Regions from separate parts of the Ovis aries genome. Here region 2 is linked to region 1. A link is a contact called in public Hi-C data. All regions are on one chromosome and are shown on one strand. The core of a region is the stretch at or near the end of the contact, and the rest is flanking DNA. Distances in the headings are between cores, read along the strand shown. Region 1 holds the start of ZFHX3 (zinc finger homeobox 3). Region 2 overlaps ZFHX3 (zinc finger homeobox 3).

Region 1 (4,669 bases), core at 1,017-3,516:
CAGAGAGCCGCTGAAGTGGTAATTCAATAAGTAAATTCCTATCCCCTCTCCCCCACCCCAATACTTTCCACTCCCAACCTATAGGATACCAACACTTTGGGGGTTCAGTACTGGAAACCCCCACATGTAAATAGATTCATCAAAAAATAAAAATGAAGGAGTTCTAAAATGAGCCACAATCCAGTGGACTTCCTCTATATTATTCCGGAGAGCTGACAGTAAATTCTGCTTGCACTGCTTCTAAATCTGCTCTAAGAAGCCAAGCAAGGCACTAGAGCACCCACGCTGCAGATATTGTAGAAATTTACAGTAAATGTAGGTACAAGATTGCAGCACGCTGCCCTATCGATTATGCAGATTGTGATCAATCTTCTCCCCCTCTCCCATTTCCCAAGCCTCTTTCCACAGACCTCCAAATAAGTTGGTCTGGAACTAGCCATTCTCCCAAAGTAGGGAGAAAAAAAGTAATTTTTTAAAAAACATAATAAATCCTCAAGTGTCCCCACTGAAAGGGCTCCAGTCTCTTTTTTTTAATTTCAAAGTGAATTTATGTTCTGTAATTTGCATTACAGCCCAGCGATCACCGTATGTCATATTCTTCAAAGGTACTTAACAACCCCCCTTTTAAAAGTCACGAGAACTGGAGGCCAGAAAAAGGCAATCAGCCCGCTTCTTCCATATAGTCCTTAGATCAAGTTTCAATAATTGAGACCAATAAAAATTGTCATATTTACCCTGCTTCAAAGCAACAAGGGGGAAAAAGTTGAGTGGGTGATTTTTTGCAAGCACTTGTAATCAAAGAATTTGCCACATTCGAAGGAACTGCACAACATATTGCCAAAGTCAGAGTCTGAGCAACAGATTAATTTGCAAAGTAAAATGTATTTTTTAATAGCTCCACAAAAAGCCTACAGATTCCATACACAATTTAAATACCCGGCATAAAATACACTTAGCTCTACTCTCCAACAGATACGCAAAAAGATGTACATGAAAATGCGTAATGTAAAAGTCAGGAACGTGCTTTTTGCATCTAATGGGGGAAATACATGGAAAAGAGGAATGAAACAGGACGAGGGGTAAAAGTGGGGAACGGAACGTAAACAATCCCAGATTCCCGTGAGCAAAAAAAGAAAAGAAAGAGAAAAGAGGGAGTTGAAAAAAAAAAAAAAAACAAGAAGGGATCCTCTGATGTGTCTCAACTCAGCTCGGCAAGGAGAGGCCGGCCAGGCGACGTCTGGTCCCGGCCAGCGGCGCAGCCCCGAGCCCCCGGGAGCCCCTAGTGTCCAGGGCAGAGCCCCCTCAGGGCGTTCGCGGCGCTGCTAGTGGCGCAGGGCGGAGAGCGCGCAGGTAGAAGGTCGGGCGGCCACGTCGCCCCCTCGCCCTCTCTCGGACCCCAGGGCTCCGGTCTGGCGGCCGTGTCCCCGGCCAGTGGAGCACTGGCGCGGAAGGCGCCCGGCCGGCCAGCGGCGGCGGCGACGGCTCCCGGCCGGGTGCGCGCCCCGCGCGGCGGCTCAGCCCGGGGCTCCGGCGCCTCCTGGGGTGGGGCAAAGTTGGGGGCCGGGGGCGGCGGGGGCGGGGGCACTCGGCACCGCGAACCCCCACCCCCCCGCCGACCGCCGCCTTTGTCTCGGAGCCCGGACCCCGGCCGCCCTCCCGCCCTCAGCCCGCGCCCCGGCCGGCCCTGCCCGGAGGCGCCTCCAAAGTCGCCGCGCGGGCCTCGCCCCGGGCGCCTCCACCCTCTCGGGGGGTCGCCGGCAGCCGGCGGCGGCGGCGCGGGGCCGGGGAGGAGGGGGCGGCCCGGGGCTCCGCGGCGGCGGCGGCGGCGGGAGGAGGAGGAAGAAGAAGAGAAAGAGAAAGTTTGGCGCAGGGGGAAGGCGAGCGGGACGCAGCGAGCGAGCAGGGCGCGGGCGCGGAGAGCGCGGGCGGCGGCGGCCCGGCGCGGGAGCCGGGAGGGGGCAGGACGAGCCCCATGCAAAGCAGCCCCGGCGCCCCGAGGAGCCCCGCGTCCGGGCGGTGGCGGCGGGAGGAGGAGGAGGAGCAGGCGGCGGCGGCGGCGGCGGCGGCGGGAAAAAAAAAAAAAAAAAAAAGAGGGAAAAGTTGCCACTTACGCGGTTGCTTCTCCGGCGGCGGCGGCTGCAGCGGCGCTGCTGGCGGCGGCGGCGGCGGCGGCGGGAGCTGGCGGCGCTTTTAATCCCGAAAAGAGGCGCTCGGGCCGCGGAGCCCATCAAGGCAGCAGCGGCGGCTGGCGGGGGTCGGCTGCGGCGGAGGACGCGCTGCTGGCGGCGGCGGCGGCGGCGGCGGCGGAGCTGGAGCGCGCTCGGCGGAGCCCGGGGCGGGAGGCGGCCGCAGCCGGGGAGCCGGAGCCGCCGCCGCCGCTGCCGCCGAGCAGCATGGTTGGCGGGGAGTTTACAGCCCCCGGAGCGGGCAGGGGCCACGGAGGAGAAGCGGCGGCGGCGGCGGCAGCGGCTCTAGGCTGTAATTGGGATGCAAAGCAGGCGGTGGCGGCGGCGGCTGCGGCCGGGAGGAGGAGGAGGAGGCGGCGGCGGCGGCGGCGGCGGCTGCAGCGGTCGGAGGGGACGCGCTGGAAGTGGGAGCTGATGAGTGAAAAGAAAAAAAAGTCTTTGGATCTTTATTCTGCTAATTAGTTTCCTGCAAAAAATGGCTGTGATTAATTCAGTGCGCATGTGCTTCATTACCCAGGCACGACGGGAAGGGCTAATTAGCCACCTTCTGGATCAATAAGATTCAGCAAAAAAGAAAAGGGGGAGGTGGAGGGAGGCAGAGGGGAGGAAGGGAGGGAAAAAAAAAAAAAAAACAGGGGAAAGTGATGAGCAGGGCGAGGAGAGCAGGAAGAGAGGATGGGAGAAGAGCCCAGGAAGAGGGAGAGAGGCACCAAAAGTTTATGCATGTATTAAAAACACATACACACACACACACACGACACACGCGCGCGCGCGCGCGCGCACACACACACACACACACACACACACACACACACACACCGAGAAGTGAAATGCAGAGAACCAACAATAGGAACCTGGCTAAGATTTTTTTTTCTTTCCTTTCTTTTTTTCTCTCTTTTCTTTCGCTCTTGTTTTTTCTTTCCCCCTTTCCTTTTCTTTCTTTCATTTTTTGGCAAACGCAGAAATATTTAAATTAAATAGGAAGAGAGCATCCTCAAAGAGGAAGGGGGTGGGGGCATTAATGGAGTGGGACAGCTTAAAGCAAAGATTTAAGTGAAAGAACAGAGAAGGAGCAGAGACTTAGAATAGAAACCACTTTAAATTGCAAATCGGAGATATTTTTTTTAAAGGAGGAAAATTACCTCCCCCCCCCCCATCAGAGGACAAATGGAGAAAATATGGAGAAAACTTTAACACGTACCACAGACTAGACAAAAAGATATAATATGTTAATTTTGTCTTCTGAAATAAGACGCAATCAATCTTCTCTGGTTCTTTAGAAGGAGGGGAAAGAGGAGTGATGATTAGAAGAAATAAAAGGGGGAAAGTGAATCAGAACTGAAAGGGGGCAACTTAAGGAAAGACTTGGAAACAAGTCCAACTTTCTACCTTTCTGGACTTAAGAGAAAAGTAAAATCAATTTTCTCGTGTAAAACCTGGAAAGCAGATGTTTTCAAAACACAGGAAGCTATTTTGCCATCAAAAGCAGGGATGTAATAAAGGCAGTGAAAAATAATTTCAGACTAAATTCGTAAGAAAGAAAGCCAATATATTTATATAGCAAGGAAAGGTCTAGAGTGTGTGTGTGTGTGTGTGGGTGTGTATGTGTGTGTGTGTGTGTGTGGTGGTGGTGGTGTGGGGGGTGGGAATTACATACTCTTTCCCTAAATACAAAAAAAAAAAAAAAGTCTTACAGCTACCTCCAAGAGTTTGGAGCAGAGTCTCAGAAGCCAAAGGGCTTGAAATGAGAGGATGGATTTCAGATAAAGACTAGGCGCGGTACATCCCACCAGAGCCCGAAGGAGATCCCTAGAATCAAAGACAGCATCCAGGGACCCTGCTACTGTACCGATTCCTAGTACATCAAAGCCATCACTTAGGCGGGTGCATGATACCTCCAAAAAGCAAGCAAACAAACGCAGGAAGAACAGGAGTCTCTCTCTCTCCCCCTCTCTCTTTCTTTCTCTTTTTTCTCTCCCCCCACTGCTACTGCAATAGATTTTTTTAAATGACAAGTATGCATTCATGCAAGTTCTAAATATAAACTAGTACCATTGAAATTAAAATGTCTGGAATAAAATAAAATGCAATTTGCACTTTAAATGATCTGCAAACAAATGTAAAAACATTTATGTTTTTGAAGGCATTATTCATGAACCCTGTAACATCAGGTAGAGAACGCACACTAAAACTTATTTTTTTGTAGAAAAAAATTTTTTGTCCCAGCCTTGCTGCATTATTTATTTTAGAAGGAATTGGGGGATTAATCGGGAAATCTGTTTGATTAGAAGGGAATTCTTCATTTTGAGAGATTTCCCAATGCTCTTAAGAGCGTACAGCTTCTTAGTCAAGACTAGGAGGAGAAAACCGGTTTAGGATTTTGCAGGGTTACCTCATCTAATCCTTCTGAATTCACTCTGGGAATAATGCTGTTTTATTTAGAAAAAAAAAAAAAAAACATTTAGAGAAATCGGGGGTTTCCT
Region 2 (4,344 bases), core at 62-2,561, 200 kb before region 1:
CTTGATGGAGGAAAAAGGGCCCCTCAAGCTCACTCTTCGGAATAAACCATTTTGTGGATTTGAAAGCATCCTCTGAGGGTGCGGATGTAAGTCAGAAGCGGGGCGGGGTGGGGGGGGTCACGACCACGAGGCTGCGGAAGGGAAGCTCTCAGGTGGGGTATCCCCCTCACCCATTCCCCTCCCCCATGGAAAGGGACGTTTTTCAACCCAGCTGATCTGCCTGAAAGCTTTTTAGCATTCCAGGTGTGAGGCCTGAGCAGTCCCTTCAAGCATCTGTCTTTCAATAACACCCTGTTTGAAGTAAACACTGCCAGGCTCCCATGGTTGGAGGGTGAAGACAAGATGGATAAACACACATGAGTGATAGAAAGCATGTAAATAAAAAAAAAGAAAAAATGAACAGTTTCCATTAAAGAAGGCTGGTATCACCTTCTGAGTCAAAACTGACTAGGCTTGTCAGAGAGAGATCTTATGTTTACTGTAAAAAAAAAAAATGTATGTACATATATATGATGTGCTTCCTACTTTATTTATTTTTACACGAAAAAAATGTTGGAATTATATAGATTAAAAAAAATCAAGGCAGGCCTATAAATGTACTTAAGTATCCATATACAAATGAAGGTGTATGGGAAATGAACAGGATGTACCAGAAGTGATATTAGATGATGGTGATTAGAACCTAATGGGTAGGAGTGAACCTTGTGGGAGGGCTCCCATGACGGGAATGCCATCGCTGATGGACGCAATCTGTACGGGAATGAAGGAAGCGGGTGAGGGGTGACCATGCAGACCAGAGGCCTTCCGGTGGGGGAAGACAGGACTGGACAATGCTGAAGGAAAAGAGGGAATATGGGGGCCTGGGCACGCGGCAAAGCAAACCAAACGCAGCACAGGGGAACGTTTGTTTCTGGCCCCAAAACAAACAGCAGTCGACCGAAAAAGAAGAAACAGTGACGCCAGGGGCTGGAGCCACAGGACACACAAATGAAGGACCTGAGTCTCCAGCCCCTTTGTGGCTTCACTCTGATGTCCATGCCATCCGAAGGGGCTCAGCCTAGTAAGGAAAGAGTTCTGCCCTGTGAAGCACAGGGCGTACACAGAAATATTAGTCTATGCTTGTCTGTGGAGGGCGGTGTGAGGGGCTGACTGTCAATGAGCTTCATTTTGCATGATCATAAGCCACTTATATGCACAGCTGGGAAAACCAGCTGATTCATAAAAACAAAGCACAAACAAAGGCTTACACTTTCCAAACCAAATCTGGGAAACAGACATCAGGCCAACTTCAGACAATGCTGTGTCCAGAAAAGCACTGGCTCGCCCTGCCCTCTTTTGGTCAGACCCAAGCTGTGCAAAGGTCACTGTGTATGTAATGGCCTGGCATGTCCCAGAATGCAGCCTTAGAAACGCGGATGAAGCCAGTGATGGCTCAGGACAGCTTCAGCCCTCCTTTCACGCTGGGGATCCCCGGATGCCTACCGCAGGCTCACGGCCTGGTGCAAGCGGTGAAGAGCCTGTCTCTGCTGTGAGCACTTACAGTCACGCTCGAGATATCGAGTGGTGTGCCTCCACGTGGAGAGTCCAAACCTGGGCCGGCCCCCCAAAACCATCAAGCCCCCAAACGCACTTCAGTCTGAGACAACTGGGTGACAGAAGCAACGTGTTTGAGTTAACATCTCCTAGGAAACTGCAAAGTGAAGCGGGAAGCGAGGTGAAGGGAAAACCCAGAGATTTATGTTCAAGAGCTTTCCTGCATTAACGGGAGAAAAAGCAGATGGAACTGCTAAATTGTGGTCATTTTTTTTTTAAAGCTTGCTATTTTATTATGCCAGCATAACGTTTATGACGAAACTTGACAAAGGCATTATGGGGGAAAACTGCAGACAAATCTAACTCATGAACATACAAGCAAAATTTGTAAACACTGTATTAGCCAGCCACACTAGGATTAATGCATCATCATGCATTTTTGACATGCACCTTGTACAGTTCTTTTGTGTCCAAAGTGAAAAAGAAAATTCTTGATCTTCTTCCTCCTTTTGAGAAACTTCCAAAGGTATGCCAATGGCTGAATACAAAGACTCCATATTTTAAAAATCTGGATCCTATACAATGAAATGGTCCTTTTCTAGGGTTTGACAACCACCCACCCCCCGCCCCACACACACACACCCCTGCCTTCTCACAGTGATTTTAGCTACAGCAACCCAACCAGGAATCTGCCAGAGGTACTAATTGTATTTTAGTCTCAGCCTTAGGACCCTGTAAGCATCTATTCAGCTTTACTTCCCATTAGATGTTTCTTAGACCTAAGAACAGGCTGGTATCCTTTAAAAAGCAAGGCACCCAAGAACACCCCCAAGTTTATACAGCAATATATCTCAAGGCACAAAGACACACAGTTATGGTCATTAAGGCAAACAAAGAACTTAAATTCTAGACTCATCCCATTCCCTTTAATGGTGGGGACATTTGTAAGCAACTAAACCACGAATTCAAAGAGAATTCAAATGCTGCCATGCCATGAGAACGTCAGCAAGGGCCCAGACAGAAAGCACGACTCTGTGACAGACAGTCTCTGGGCAGTCGGGACAGAGTCTGCAGCCCACAGTCACATTTTAAAGAAACGATTCTGGAGGTTTAAGCTCTTCTGTGTGCACACTGCAACTGGAGAAAGTACCAGAAGGGGAAATGTTTAAGTTAGACTCCTACCCAAACGTTCAGACGTGGATAATTTTTTTTTAGGTGAATTACGGATCCTATGCAGAGCCAATAAGGAAAGGAACTCTCACCAAGAAAAAAATGTTTGCTTCATTCTGTAAGTATAAAGTAGTAAAAACCAGTCAAAGGTGTGAATGAAAAGTAGTCAAAAAGCAGTACAATATTAAAGATTAGATGGTCTGATGATTAGGAAGAAAAATCAAATGATTCCTCACTTAGGGAGCAACATCTTTAAACACAGAGAGGAGGAAGAGTGAAGAGGAGGACTTAGTACCCAATGAGAAAGGTAAAAAGTAAATAACCTAGGTAACCAGTGTTCACTGCAGCACTATGACAGCTAGGACGTGGACGCAACCTAGATGTCCATCAACAGATAAACAGATAAAGAAACTGCGGTGCATATATACAATGGAATATTACTCAGCCATTAAAAGGAACACATTTTGTGTCAGTTCTAATGAGGTGGATGAACCTAGAGCCTACTGTACGGAGTACAGTAATGTCAGAGAAACAAATATCATATATGAACACATATATATGGAATCTATAAAGCTGGTACTGATAACCCTATTTGCAGGGTAGGAATGGAGATGCAGACATAGAGAACAGACTTTTGGACACGGGGTGGGATGAACGGAGAGAGTACTATGGAAACAAATACATGTATACCATATGTAAAACAGACAGCCAGTGGGAATTTGCTGTATGATTCAGGGAGCGCAAATAGGTGCTCTGTGGCAACCAGAGGGGTGGGATGGGAAGGGAGGTGGGAGGGAGGCTCAGGAGGGAAGGGACCCGTGTACACCTGTGGTGATCCATGTTGATGCACAGCAGAAATCATCACAACATTATAAACCAGTTATCCTCCAATTAAAAATGAATGAATTTTAAAAATTACCTAGGTGGGAGTATATCTTAAAATTAAATACATATTACGGAAGGAAAAAAAATCAATTTCTGAAAAGAGTCTATGAACTGACTCAACTACTGAAATCCTTTGGGGGCAGGCTGGAAAGCACAGGAGCTGTTCTAGGAGAAGGGAAATGACTGGAAACCGGGCCTTAGAGAGAAACAAGCGGGAGAACGGAGACAAAAGCAAGAAAGACAAACGGGTCAATGGACTAAAAAAATCGAGCATGTAAAATTTATTTCAATACCATTAAGGTGGTTAAATAAGAAATATCTGTGCTTTAGAAATTCTAAAAGGATATAAATGTAAATGCGTAAAATATAAGATAGGGAGTCCAAACAAGAGAAGGCATAAAAGCATGAACACGGTAAAAACAGGTTCAGGAAAGAAAAATAATGGTGTTTGCAGCAACCCGGTCATCAGAAGGACCTGCCTTTGCTTGGAGGGATCTGCAGGAGCTGCGGCACCTCAGTTCTACAAACTAGGAGACCAGGACCTGGAGAAGGGAAGGGCTCCGAGACCACTCAGTGAGGCAGCCCAACGAGGGTCTCCAAGTGAGGCCTAGGGGCACCAGCCACAGAGGGGACAAGCAGTCATGATGCCACTTTCAAAGCCAAGCATGAGGAGGCGTGGGCAGCCTGCTCCTTAGGAACCTTCCTCAATTAAAGCTGCGACGCTGAGGAAAATGGATTCTAATATGGTATCACAGT

What was found. A called contact is a pair of places that touch in the nucleus more often than the background predicts.
Region 2: a Hi-C map of skin fibroblasts shows a contact between it and region 1, with 2.0 times the contacts expected there. The contact joins the enhancer-like site here to the promoter of ZFHX3 in region 1. A contact is called at or near these places in 4 of 16 Hi-C or Micro-C datasets (hypothalamus, omental adipose tissue, skin fibroblasts and 1 more).

What each region holds. Positions count from the first base shown.
Region 1 is chr14:37,668,610-37,673,278 of ARS-UI_Ramb_v3.0, reverse strand. ZFHX3 (zinc finger homeobox 3) reads right to left here and starts at 2,266. Exons shown (of 9, transcript XM_060398456.1): 1 at 2,112-2,266. LOC132657746 (a long non-coding RNA gene) reads left to right here and starts at 3,019. Exons shown (of 3, transcript XR_009596313.1): 1 at 3,019-4,669.
Region 2 is chr14:37,864,883-37,869,226 of ARS-UI_Ramb_v3.0, reverse strand. The region is part of intron 3 of ZFHX3 (zinc finger homeobox 3); the gene reads right to left. Among named protein-coding and RNA genes, the nearest start is that of PMFBP1, 190 kb to the left of the region's middle. Within about 2 kb of position 1,311, at least 13 of the 54 cell types and tissues checked have an H3K27ac peak or open chromatin away from gene starts, as enhancers often do. A contact at or near this core is called in hypothalamus, where this site is marked.